Regions from separate parts of the Mus musculus genome. Here region 1 is linked to region 2. A link is a contact called in public HiChIP or PLAC-seq data. All regions are on one chromosome and are shown on one strand. The core of a region is the stretch at or near the end of the contact, and the rest is flanking DNA. Distances in the headings are between cores, read along the strand shown.

Region 1 (5,965 bases), core at 1,486-3,985, 55 kb before region 2:
ATAAAAAATGGGGCATCATATTGAGTAGAGAGTTCTCAAAAGATGAATACTAACTTTGAAGCAATACTTAAAATTTTTTCACATCCTTATACATCAGGGAATAGTAAATTAAAAATACTCTGAAATTTCTTCTTACCTTAGTCAGAAGGGCTAAGATCCAAAAGAAGTAAATGCTGATAAACATTGGTGGGCTATGGTGTTCTCACCCCTATCAGGACTGTGTTCTACAGAAATATTCTTAGATGTGTGACCTTCTACTAGAGCATGGCTGAATTCTCAAGGCCTACAAATTCAGAGAAAACTGACGTCCGGGCACCTCTGGGCCTGGAGAGGGTAGTGACCTAGGCACAGAGTAGGACTCTGGTGATGGCTTTAAAGTCTGAGCATCTCAGACAGTACTGAAATGCTGTTGGTAACTTCTTTTTTTCTAATGAGTGATAAATAAAGTTTTGGGGTTTTGGGGGGATATTTTCTTTATTTTCATTTCAAATGTTATCCCCATTCCTGGTTTCCTCCCTTCCTGGAAACCCCCTATCCCATCCCCACTCCCTCTGCTTTTATGAGAGTGTTCCTCCATCAACCCACCCACTCTGGCCTCCCCACCCTCAGGATAGCAAAAGCTATTCTCAACAATAAAAGAACTTTTCGGGGAAACACCATCCTCGACATCAAGCTGTATTACAGGGCAATAGTGATAAAAACTTTATGGTATTGGTACAGAGACATGCAGGAAGATAACTTCAAAAAAGTTCTAAAAACTTTCTTGCTCTTTCTGAGGGTACACGACTGCTGGCTTAGGTGAACAACACCTGTAGCCTAACAGCAGAGGATTAAGCAGCAGCCTTTGTTCTATCTCAGTAGGCTCTAACTTTCAACCTGCTAGTCTGAAGTTGCAGGAAGAAAATGGGACACTTTAGAGAAGTGGTTATAGTGTTTATTACTAAGCTGTAAAAATTTCCTGTGAAAGCTATCTAAACGGAAAAGCAGAAAGATTCAAAATGGGGAAAGGGAAAAAATTCTAGTAAGGGAAAAAAATTCTTCTAAAGGAAAAAACAAAATCTCCTAGGTGCGGTGTGGGGGGGACAGGAAAAAATTGTACTATAAGTGGGAAAAGGAAAAAGAATCTCTCTTTCTCATCTCTTTGTTATGAGTACTTACACATTTTTCAGAATACAAAGTTCATCACAAGTTCACAAACAAAAAAATCAAATCATAAATTGAAATAGAAGCTTTAAGCAGCAATGTTTACATGCATAACCATTAGGAGTAATTATCTGGCTTAACATCCATCACCACCACCACCACCGGTCTCAGCGCCACAGCTTCACTGAAGGTATAATTTTTTTCTTTTTTTTTTAATTAGATATGTTCTTTATTTACATTTCGAATGTTATCCCCTTTCCTAGTTTCCCCTCTGAAAATCCCCTATCCCCTCCCCCCCCCAACCCCCATACTCACCAACCCACCCACACCTGCTTCCTGGCCCTGGCATTCCCCTACACTGGGTTAGAGCCTTCACAGGACCAAGGGCCTCTCTTCCCATTGATGACCGACTAGGCCATCCTCTACTACATATGCAGCTGGAGCCATGAGTCCCACCATGTGTTTTCTTTGGTTGGTTATTTAGTCCCTGGGAGCTCTGGGGTTACTGGTTAGCTCATATTGTTGTTTCTGCTATGGGGCTGCTAACCCCTTCTCACTGAAGGTTTAAAACCATAACTAAGTTATTAGTGAAGTTTTGTATAGATAAACACAGTCAAAATTTTATCTTCTGTCCTAGCACCTATAATAAATTGTTAGTTCCCTTTTTATGACCTTTGGTTAATTGTTTTACAACCTCATGGAATGTTCTGCGTAGGAGAAAGACTGGTTACTATCTAAGAGCAATTAACTGGTGATACTTGGGAGACTGTCAGAGTTTTCATTGCAGTTTTGACTATCAGAAAAGGAACTAATAGCAGTCCCACTCTAAAAAAGCTTAATAATCACAGATATAATTTTAGGAATTCTTATAGGATCAACATTAAGACTTTAGTCATCTATTTGTCTATATACCATCACTACAAGACAGTACATCTTTGTGGATCTGCAGAGATCTGCTCTAAAGGGGTGGGCTACTACTTAGTGGTTGTTATATATGTTTAATATTAACCAGAAAATCATATTAATAGTGGGACTCTTTCTGAGAATGAATCCCATACAGCCTTGCTTAATAAGGGCGCACCTATCACAGATTATATAATAATCCAAAGCAGGCCATTTCAGGATGATCACCTGCTAGTTTAGGACTCCCGACAACTGACACTTCCAGTAGCTGAGAGCTACCAGTAGTTCCTTGGATAGGGATGGAATTTTATGCCTAGAACCACAGAGGTTATCAGAAATTTAAACACAACCAGAGAGTAGTATTAAAACCATCTGCAGATATGGATTACTATCCAAAGGTACATATCCTTTGTTGTTCATAACAAACTTTATCCAGATGATTGCCCCACCCAGGGGCTTTATTAGCTGATCATGGTGAATTCTTGATATCAGAATTCTCTTTATATCTGAGAAGGGAAAATATAGATATTAACCCAGAAGGAAGTTAATTTACAATGCACCAAATCAATTAAAAAATTAAAAGTAGAGGTGCAGTCATGTCGGGTCTGATGTATGCCAAGAAGGTGGGGCACTGGCATGAGCTGAGCCACTAAGTTTTACCAGGTGGGGCCCACAGGCAAGGCAGGGACCAGCCCAGGCAGGGACCAGGATTGAGGATCCCTGAGCAGCCAGCTGGCCAGACTGGAGGGAGGAGCTTAACATTGTGGTTCCAACTCAAGATATCTGAGCTGAGAAGGCCACTGTGCACAGAAGAGGGTAAGTGGAAGTGTCCAGAAGCAGGGAAACTAGCTGCAGGCCTTAGTCTAGGGAAACGGAGGAGTCAGAGGAAAAGGGGAAGTTTGTGGAAGTAACTGGCAGGTGTGAGTGACCAGGAAAGAAGGTTGGTGGAAATGAAACAACAGTGAAGTGTGGCTGGAGAGAAGGTCTGTGTAAGTGGATCACAGAAAAGTGGAGGAAGTGCCAGGGGTGGCCAGAAGGCAGTGGAGCAGAGAGCAATCAAGCCTGAGAGTGTTTGGAAATTGGAAGAGTTGGTTGGTGGCAAAGAAAGTCAGGACCTGGAGTCAGCCACAGAGAGTGGGCAACATGTCAGATGTGGGTTGAGAGACTGGTCAGATTGGCCCTGCTGCAGCAGCTTCGGGCTAACTGTGTGGCATTAAGGTCAAGGGTAGCTGCCATTAGTGTGATTGCAGGAGACATGAAACTGCAGCTACAGAAATAAGAGGGAAGATACTTGGAATTCCCTTTAATTCCTTGCCTCTTTCAGTTGTTCCAGAGTATAGATATATTCCTACAATCCAAGCTTTCTTGTTGATGCATGCACGTCTTTAAAAGACCATTATGCATACAGAAAGGCTTTTTGGGAATTCGGGACCTGTTATTAGTCTAAAGGTACTAAATAGTAAACTGAACCATGGTGAAGCCTGCCTGCCTTCTACACTTCCATGTAATGTTGAACACCTGCTAAAGCAGTTCTTCCAGGAATTGCCAGAACCTGTCCTCCATGCTGATCTGCATGAAGCACTTTTCAAAGCTCAACAGTTAGAAACAGAGGAGAGAAATAAAGCTAGATTGTTGCTGTCATGTCTTATGCAGATCCTACTCTTGATGGATTAAGATACTTTTCTTAGACAAGTGATGGCCATGAGAAGATGTCTGCAAACACAGAAAAGAAGCTATGTCTGCATGCAGAATTAGTATAGACAATTTTTAACTGTACATCTGACATTGGAGTGTCAGATTGTATCCTGGGAAAGATACCAGCCATGTTAGGTATCCATGGACTCTGTCCTACTCCATTACTGAAAGACTTTGAAGGAGACTTTGAAATTCTTGGTGAACTTAAGAGAAAAAGAAGACAAAGTGTTGGAGATTTTGTGAATGGAGCCCTAAATAAACAAATCTAGCAGAATACCCTCTATTACACCTCAATAAAATAGAACTGCCCAGGCCTTTGTATCACCATTGATTCTCAAACCAAGTATTAAGCGTAAACTGCCAGGAGAGTCTTCTCGTGCCTTCTTAAGTAAGAAAAGGAAGTCCATCAAGCACAACTTTAACTTCGATTTTTTGCCAAGTCATCTCTCCAGCAGCAATTCCATACCAGTATCAGTTCCCTTTCTACAAGCCCTGAAAGATCTTCTCAGAGTTCTCTTTCACTAATCACCATGAGTGAAAACCACCTGATCAGTACAGACCTAAGGCAAAGTAAAAGGATTGCCACAAAAAAGTTTACCAGGTAGAATCAGGAAAAGCAGGCTGCTTCTCTCCCAAAGTCAGTCAAAAAAAAAAAAAAAAAGTCCAAAGATCTTTCGATTTCTCTGTCTGATACTTAGATCTTGTCTGGGCAAGAACAGAGATTCAGCTCAGAAAAGAGCAGCAAATCTGAGGAACACTTACTAATTCCAGGTCAACTAGATGGAACAGGTTACTGAATGTCTTGGACAGGATCCAGTAATTCAAGTTTTCAAGACATAAGTGCAAATGGAACTTCTCCAGTAATATGAAATCTTGAGGTGAAGAGCTTTTCTTTGGAGTCCGACATCACTGTTGAAAAATCACCAGTTGTGTCCTGTGAGTGCAGGCCTTCCACCTTCCATAGGCAACCTGACAGCAGTGTGCTGGGGAGTTCTCCTAGCAGGGATGGAGGTAACCTGGCAAAAGATTCAGAATGCACTTTCTGAATCAACCAATGAAAGTGAAGAGTTGTAGAGCCCAGTCCTTGTAAATACATCTAAAATACACTCCTCCACTTAAAGCTCAGGGAACATTGTAGAAAATGGAACAGAAAGATTGTAAGAGCCAGAGGATCAAGGAATTTTTCTGTGAGACTGTGCCTCCTAGAAATGTCAGAAATTGAAACTCCAAAGTTTCAAAAACATGGCTGCCCAAATGTGAGATGGAAAAGAAAGATATAAAAACCATGGCAAACTGGATGAAGAAAAACCAATGAGCTTCAACCTCACACAAAGAACAATAATCAACCAACCAAAGCTAGGGGCAGGGCAAGATGTCTTTCCTAGGCTAGAGCACACCTGTGGGAAGCCATTCTGGACTCCCTGGCCAGCCTGACAGAAATCTGTGCCAGGCAGTAAACAAGCCCATATTTGGTGGGTGGCTCGCCCTTAATCCCTGATTGGCTGAGCAAGCCTGCCTGGTGAGGTGATGTGACCTGTGGTGATTGGTTGAGGCGTGGTTGTGGCTTGAGTGGATAAAAAAATGCTTGTACCCTGAAGCTAGGGGGATTTGAAGAAAGAAGCTACCTGAGTAAACTGCTTTAAGAAGAACTAGTGGTTGCGTTTTCCTTGCTGGTCGAGTTGGACGCAACACACACCAATTTGTTGTTCAGGGCCAGACAGTCAGCCTTGAAAACATAAATATGAGCTACACATTGTGGACTGAGTGGGTTACATTTAGCAATAGATATGTTTACAGAAGTATATTTTTGCATGCAATAACAAGTTTTGTAAAAAGAGTTTGAAGGAAAGGTGAGAGGAGTGTATGGGAGGGTTTCAAAGGAGAAAGACCCCTTTGAAAATATAATCTCAGAAATAAAACTAAAAAAACAAAAACAAAAACACACACACCACACACACAAAAAAAAAAACAACAAAAAAAAAACATAGCCTTGTGTTGCTATTAATGGAATTTTGATTTCATTTCTGTGTAGTGATTGGTTTACAATAAGAACCAATCTTATGGGGCAATATTTTTTTTTAAAGTGAAATCTGCATTATCAGGAGGAACTCAATGTTATCCTACAGAGAAAATGATAATGAGCATTTTTAAGCCTATTTTGTTGAAGATATTAGCTGGCCCTTTAAGTTGAAAATCTTCATTCTCATCAATTCCTATTATCCGT
Region 2 (6,448 bases), core at 1,786-4,285:
ATTTTATATATATGTGTGTGTATATATTTATATATTGAGTATTTTATATATAATATGTCTCTACACCACATGTATCTCTGGTGCCCATGAGGTCTGAACTAGAGTGACCATACATGTAGGGAATTGAATTTCTATTCTCTGGAAATTCAGCCAGTGCTCTTACCCACTGAGTCCTCTCTTCAGCACTGAGTTGGGGAATTTGCATAATATGGTTTGATTATATTTAACTCTTCAGCCAACTTCTCCCAGATCCATCTCCATTCCCTAGGGACTGAACATTGTGTGTGTGTGTGTGTGTTTTTTTTTTTCATATCAACCATGTTCAATGTGTACTACCCATATACCATGAATATGTGGCCTTGCACAAGAGTAGGATAGAGTTGCTACAGGTAATATTTTTAAAACAAAAAAAAAAATCTGACTCTCCTTCTCCCAGCAATACCAATTGCTAATCGCTCCCCAGCTAGGGCTGGAACTCTGTGGTCACTTGTTCTCTCCATTCTGAGATTTTCTCCATCTTGTACTTGTATGGGGATTTTACATGCTGTCACAGTCCCTAGGAGTAGATATGTGCAGATGATGCAGTAGTAAATATTTAATCTCAATCAAGTTTTTACCCTGCCTTTGATCATTCAGTTCCCAGCTAAAATACAAGCAACATTCATGTTTATAATAAGCCTTAATAACCTCTAAAGCTGGGCAGATAGCTACCATCTAAGCTATTAGCATCTACTTCCCTATCCATAACCCTGAGATATCTCACCATGATCCATCTGGGATGTTCTTAACTTCACTTATCCATTCCTCTTGGCCATGTTTTGATGACTGACTTACTCCATGATATCTGCTCTTTTCTCCATCTTCTCTCTTCCTTCAAACCTGGGAACTAAAAATTCCACCTATCTCTCTTTTGTCCAGCTATAGGATGGAGGTATCTTTATTCACCAAATAGTAATAACTTGAATAACAAGGTTACATGGTTATATGGGCCTACGTGCCGATTCTCTCATGTCTGGGGGCAACCTTGGGATGCTAGTATATAGCATTACATACATAGCAAAAGACAAATCCTCAACAGAGACTGTAGAATATGAAAGAAAGAGCTTGCTTGTAGTTATCCACCACCTCTGTCTCTTACACGCTTTCTAAAGAAATGACCCGAGGCTTGGAAGGATACCATGTGATATACATGTCCCATTTATGGCTTAGTGTTTCTTATGCTCTGCACCTTGGACATTTATGGGTTTCTATGCCAATAACTATCCACTGCAAAAATGTTCTCTGATGACAGTTGGGAGATGCTTTAATGTTTGGGTATAAGTCATTAAGAGTCTATTTCATACAATGTTCATGTATTAGAAAATAGCAATAGGGTCTCGTCTACATTGTATATCCTGTCTGGCACAAATTTATGACACAACATTGGTAGCAGGCATCAGCTTCTCTTCTGAATCAAAAGAAGGGATAATTCCTAAGAGCCAAGTACTTCAGAATCTACCCAGTGACCATTTGGACAATAAGAATCACACATTTTTCTAGTGAATGTTATAGTCCTTTTAAAGAAGATTATACTTCATAGACCTAGTGTTGAGAGGTTGAATGTAAAATATACATTGAAGCAGCTGAATAAGCTGATCTATGTTATTTGGTTATTTATTATTGTTCATTTAAATACTGAAGCTTCTCTGTCAAAGAAAATTGTTTTTATATAACTTAGTTAACATTGAACTGTTTTTTAATGTTATACAGCCATCAGGTTCAAAACATGGAAAAGAAAATCCTGGGTTTTCTTAATTAAAAAGAAATTTTAAAATAACCACTGTCCTCAATATTTAAAAATCACACTATGCCTTGAGACACTCTTCCCATTTCTAGTATGGAACTATCAAGTTCTGTCTAAAATAGCTATGATATCAGAGGACAGTCCCGTTTTTACATTTAGAATTTTATGCTACTTGTAAGCAGAATTAGAGAACTAGATTTTTGGATTCATTCAAAAACCATTTACTAAGTATTACTTTGTTCTATATAAAGATGACTAAGGCATGGTCACTGCAGGAAAAACAATATAGGGGAGTGTAAGCTGTCACTTACAAACAAACCTAGCTCAATAAATCCATAAAAGAGCCAAATTAATAGTGAAATGCAGAATATATTCAGTGTGATCACTTTAGGAAGAGAGACAAAAGGAGCCAGTCACCCTTAATTCCATCTTTGGGATTCTTACAAGGCATCTGCATAGCTAAGCTTTCCAGGAATGGCATGGGACCTTGCCCACCATTAACTTAGCTCCTAGTCACCAGAAATGTTAGCCTGCCCTAACTTGTAAATTGCCCTCCTGGATACAAATTCCTCCTCTGGGTGTCCCCAGAGATCAAACATTTCTTCTCCTAGCAGAAAGTTACTGGGGAAAGTCTTTCAATAGTCTGAGAGTCAAAGAGGAAAACACAAATGTCTCCTTATCTCTTCACTTTTGCTAGGCTGACTAGTTACAAGTAAGCAGGTTCTTGATGGGGTAGAGATGGAGCTAATGGGAAGACTAAAAGAATGGGGCTTCCATCTAGATTATAATATGCTCTAAACGTAAGTGCAGTGTGTTTAATTCTGAGATTACACTATAGACCTCTGAGCCATATACTTAAAATCACTAAGTAGTATGGTAACTGGTCAGTGTTGCCAATATTCATATGACAAAACACTGACCTATGGTATTTATAAAAATGTGACTGGACAGTTTGCCTTTACTTCAGATTCTTTATCAAAGAAGCTCCATTAGGAGAAAGAGAGAGTGAAAGGAAGGGAGAAAGAGAGATCTTACTTTTCACTGTTCTCCAAATACAGTATACATTCAAGATCACTGAGAATCCAGAGTCATTTCCCACTTTCACATCTGCATCCAGGTTTTGGCATTTGCCCTCCAGAGGCTGTGACTCCCATTTCTATTTGCTTTGGTGTGTACAAGTTACACTTTAACTGACTGATTACTGCTCTTTCTATATCTGTAAGAGCTGAGCAATCATCCTTTGGAAGGCAGGCCTGAAGTTAACCAAGATGCCTGTGAAAATGACAGCAGCCCTGCTCCTGCTCCTGCTCCAGCTGAGTGGCTTCTTTGGATCTGGGACTGGTGGGAAGGTGCTGGTGTGGCCAATGGAGTTCAGCCATTGGCTCAACTTGAAGACAATCCTAGACGAGCTTCTGAAGAAGGGTCATGAAGTGATGGTTCTGAGACCTTCAGCATCCTTATCTTATGAGGTTGACAACACATCTGCTATTGAATTCGAGACTTATCCTACATCATACTCCTTATCTGAGTTAGAGGAAATTTTCTGGGAATCACTCAAGAAATATATTTATGAGCTGCCAAAGCAGTCATTTTGGGGATACTTCTTAATGTTGCAAGAAATGGTTTGGGTAGATTCAAAATATTTTGAAAGTCTCTGTAAAGATGTAGTTTTTAACAAAGAACTCATGACAAAGCTACAAAAATCAAGGTTTGATGTGATCCTGGCAGATCCCTTCATACCCTGCGGTGATCTGCTGGCTGAGGTTCTCAAGATCCCCCTTGTGTACAGTCTCCGCTTCTTTCCTGGCTCCACTTATGAGAAGTACAGTGGGGGACTCCCACTGCCTCCTTCCTATGTGCCTGTTGTTATGTCAGAATTGAGTGACAGGATGACTTTCATGGAGAGGGTGAGAAATGTCATCTATATGCTGTGTTTTGACTTTTGGTTCCAAACATTTAATGAGAAGAACTGGAATCAGCTTTATACTGAAGTATTAGGTAAGTGCCCTGTTCAGTGCCCTGGTGGGATTGCTGGATTCTCAATTTGCTGTGTCATTGAATGTGAATGTCTAAGAACAGGTCTGACAGGGGAATGATTTGTCTCTCCTAAATAAAATGATGGGAAAACTAGAAAATTAGCTGTCAAATTCAAGCATTGTAAAGAACTTTGTATTCCAGTGTCAGTTGCAAAACCTTGTCTATGAATTGTCAGCACACACTCACATAACAAAACTATGATTATTTCTCTAAGAAATTACATAGGCCCAAGACATTTTTCCTCGTGTTTTAAAGCAACACTTTTACCTGACTGGTGCCTTCATTGTCATTAATATCTTTGCCACTTTATTATATTCATTGCTATTATTATCATGTGTATGAACATGCACACTTGTGTCATGGGAAAGGGGGATTGTGCTCTGGGTTGCTTATGTAGAGGCCAGATTAAACTTTGAAGAGTTCTTATTTCTACCTCTATGTATGTTCTTGGGATCAATTTAGGTGTTTACGCTTGTATAGAGATTGAACTCAAGTCTTTAGCTTGCATGGAATACCTTTACCTTCTAATGTGTTACACCAGCCTCTAAAACATATGCTTTAAACAAAGGCAAAGTCTTCATGACTTATAAAATACACTGAGGATTATACATACTTCTAGCATAGGTAAATATCTATCTATCATCTTTCTATTTACAATCAAAGGAGGACTTTTTATATAAATTATTTTTTTATTTATGATTTAAAAGATCTTCCCCTTTAACCTACTAAACTTCTGCACAGCTGTGAATATTCTATCTCTGCTCTATACAGAGGAAATATGTGAATGCAAAACATGGGGGAATCTAATTGATTTATTGGAGTCAGTTGAAATTGTGTTTCAAACATAGAATCTTGAAATGTAGACATATTGGGTATTACTTAGTGTTTTACTGAACATACATGTCTCTCTCCATATTTTAAGGCATGTATCCATATTATCTGTAAACACATCTATACATACCAAATTATTAAACAATCAGTCATGAATCAAGAGCAAAATCAAAGAACTCAGGCATAATAAAAATTTCTCTCTGAGGGAAACCAGGGTAATATAGTAAGACACTGTCTCAATGAAATGCTGAAACAGAATCCCCTTAAATGTTTGCACTGGGCTGGGGTGCACACACCTTCCATCTCTGCAGTTGAGGTGAGGAGGAAGAGGATCTAGCATTCAGGGTCCACTGTAGCTTCATTAGTCACTGAGGAACCACTCTAGGCTGCATCCAACTGTCTCAAAACCAGACAGCACAAAATTCTCAGTTCATTTATAGGAGCACACATCAAGGTTCTAGCTGCTACATAGAACAAACTACATCTAGAGTTAAAGGGAAAAGTGTTTCCCTAAGTTACGATTCCTAAATAATGGTATTTGACTGTATTTCAAGAACATATCTTGATACTTATTGATCATAAATTAACAAGGTTACAATTGTGGTAACTTTTCACAGATACTCATACAATGAATTTATATATCTCTAAGCATACATATGAGAAGCATATATATTACAAATTTGTTTTCAAATACTACACACATTCAAACACATCTATATACATACATACATACATACATACATACATACATACATACATACATAAACATACACACACATATATTTTTTTTCACACAAAGTCCCACACTTGTAAACATCTCTGGCTGCATAAACAAAAGTGCTTCCAGAAGGCATAGTCATATTCACCTGATATTTTGTTATATCTTATATCTTCATTGCTCTGACTCCTCTTCAGGAAGACCCACGACACTCTCAGAGACTATGGCCAAAGCAGACATATGGCTCATTAGGACCTACTGGGATTTAGAATTTCCTCATCCTGTCTTACCAAATTTTGATTTTATTGGTGGCCTCCACTGCAGACCTGCCAAGCCCCTGCCTAAGGTAAATATATTCCCGTTTTCTTGCTTCTGGTGCCTTGCATTTCGAACATGAGTGATTAGATTGTATTCCTTCAGAGTCTTTGTGTCAAACTCAGAACATCACAGAAATTTAGGTAAAGACAACAGCCAGCAGAAAGGCCTATATCTGTTCCATCACAAGAGTCTGCATTTCGTTTATGAACCCTGTGGATATCCGAGGGCAGGGACAGTTAGAATCCTACTCGGCAAAGAGAAAATATAAGTGATTCAAGCAGAACACACAGATAACTAACAAGTACAACCCAGAGGTAAGCACACAGAGAGCATACAGGGAAACAGAGTGTGCACAGGCTTACCTAGAAACACCAACAGTTCTACTTTGAAGTTTCACTGTGAAGAAGAAATGTTACAGTGAGGGAAGGCCAAGTTGTCTGACAATAAAAGAGGAGTCAGGATATGGGACAAAATAAGGCACATAGTTCTGCTCATTTAACAAAGCTCAGTATCTCCTTGATCTCTAAAACTGCTCTTAGATAATGTCTATAAATGAACTGTACATGCACCCTGGAGGTACAAAGGAATGTGATATGATTTTAACTCACACTAACACTTCATGATGCAAAGAAAGTGAAACTTTTTTCTACTCTAGGAAGAGATGTCTCTGAAGAATCCTCCTTTAGTTATACAATAATGATGTTACATAAAAGATGACATGGCTGTTTTAAAATATAGTTGGGATATATATAGTTATTGAG

Evidence for each region. HiChIP or PLAC-seq counts read pairs in DNA pulled down with a chosen protein or histone mark.
Region 1: an H3K4me3 HiChIP or PLAC-seq map of intestinal crypt epithelium shows a contact between it and region 2, with 3 times the contacts expected there. The contact joins the enhancer-like site here to the promoter of Ugt2b34 in region 2. A contact is called at or near these places in 1 of 39 promoter capture datasets (liver), 2 of 484 Hi-C or Micro-C datasets (liver and nephron progenitors), 3 of 115 datasets of contacts at active chromatin or transcription factors (embryonic stem cells, intestinal crypt epithelium and intestinal villus epithelium) and 1 of 9 other capture datasets (pancreatic islet).

The regions. Positions count from the first base shown.
Region 1 is chr5:86,958,946-86,964,910 of GRCm38.p6, reverse strand. It overlaps the pseudogene Gm20121. Among named protein-coding and RNA genes, the nearest start is that of Gm24121, 33 kb to the right of the region's middle. Within about 2 kb of position 2,735, at least 15 of the 459 cell types and tissues checked have an H3K27ac peak or open chromatin away from gene starts, as enhancers often do. A contact at or near this core is called in intestinal crypt epithelium and intestinal villus epithelium, where this site is marked.
Region 2 is chr5:86,903,524-86,909,971 of GRCm38.p6, reverse strand. It overlaps Ugt2b34 (UDP glucuronosyltransferase 2 family, polypeptide B34), which reads left to right and starts at 3,035. Exons shown (of 6, transcript NM_153598.2): 1 at 3,035-3,781; 2 at 5,567-5,715. The coding sequence starts at 3,052.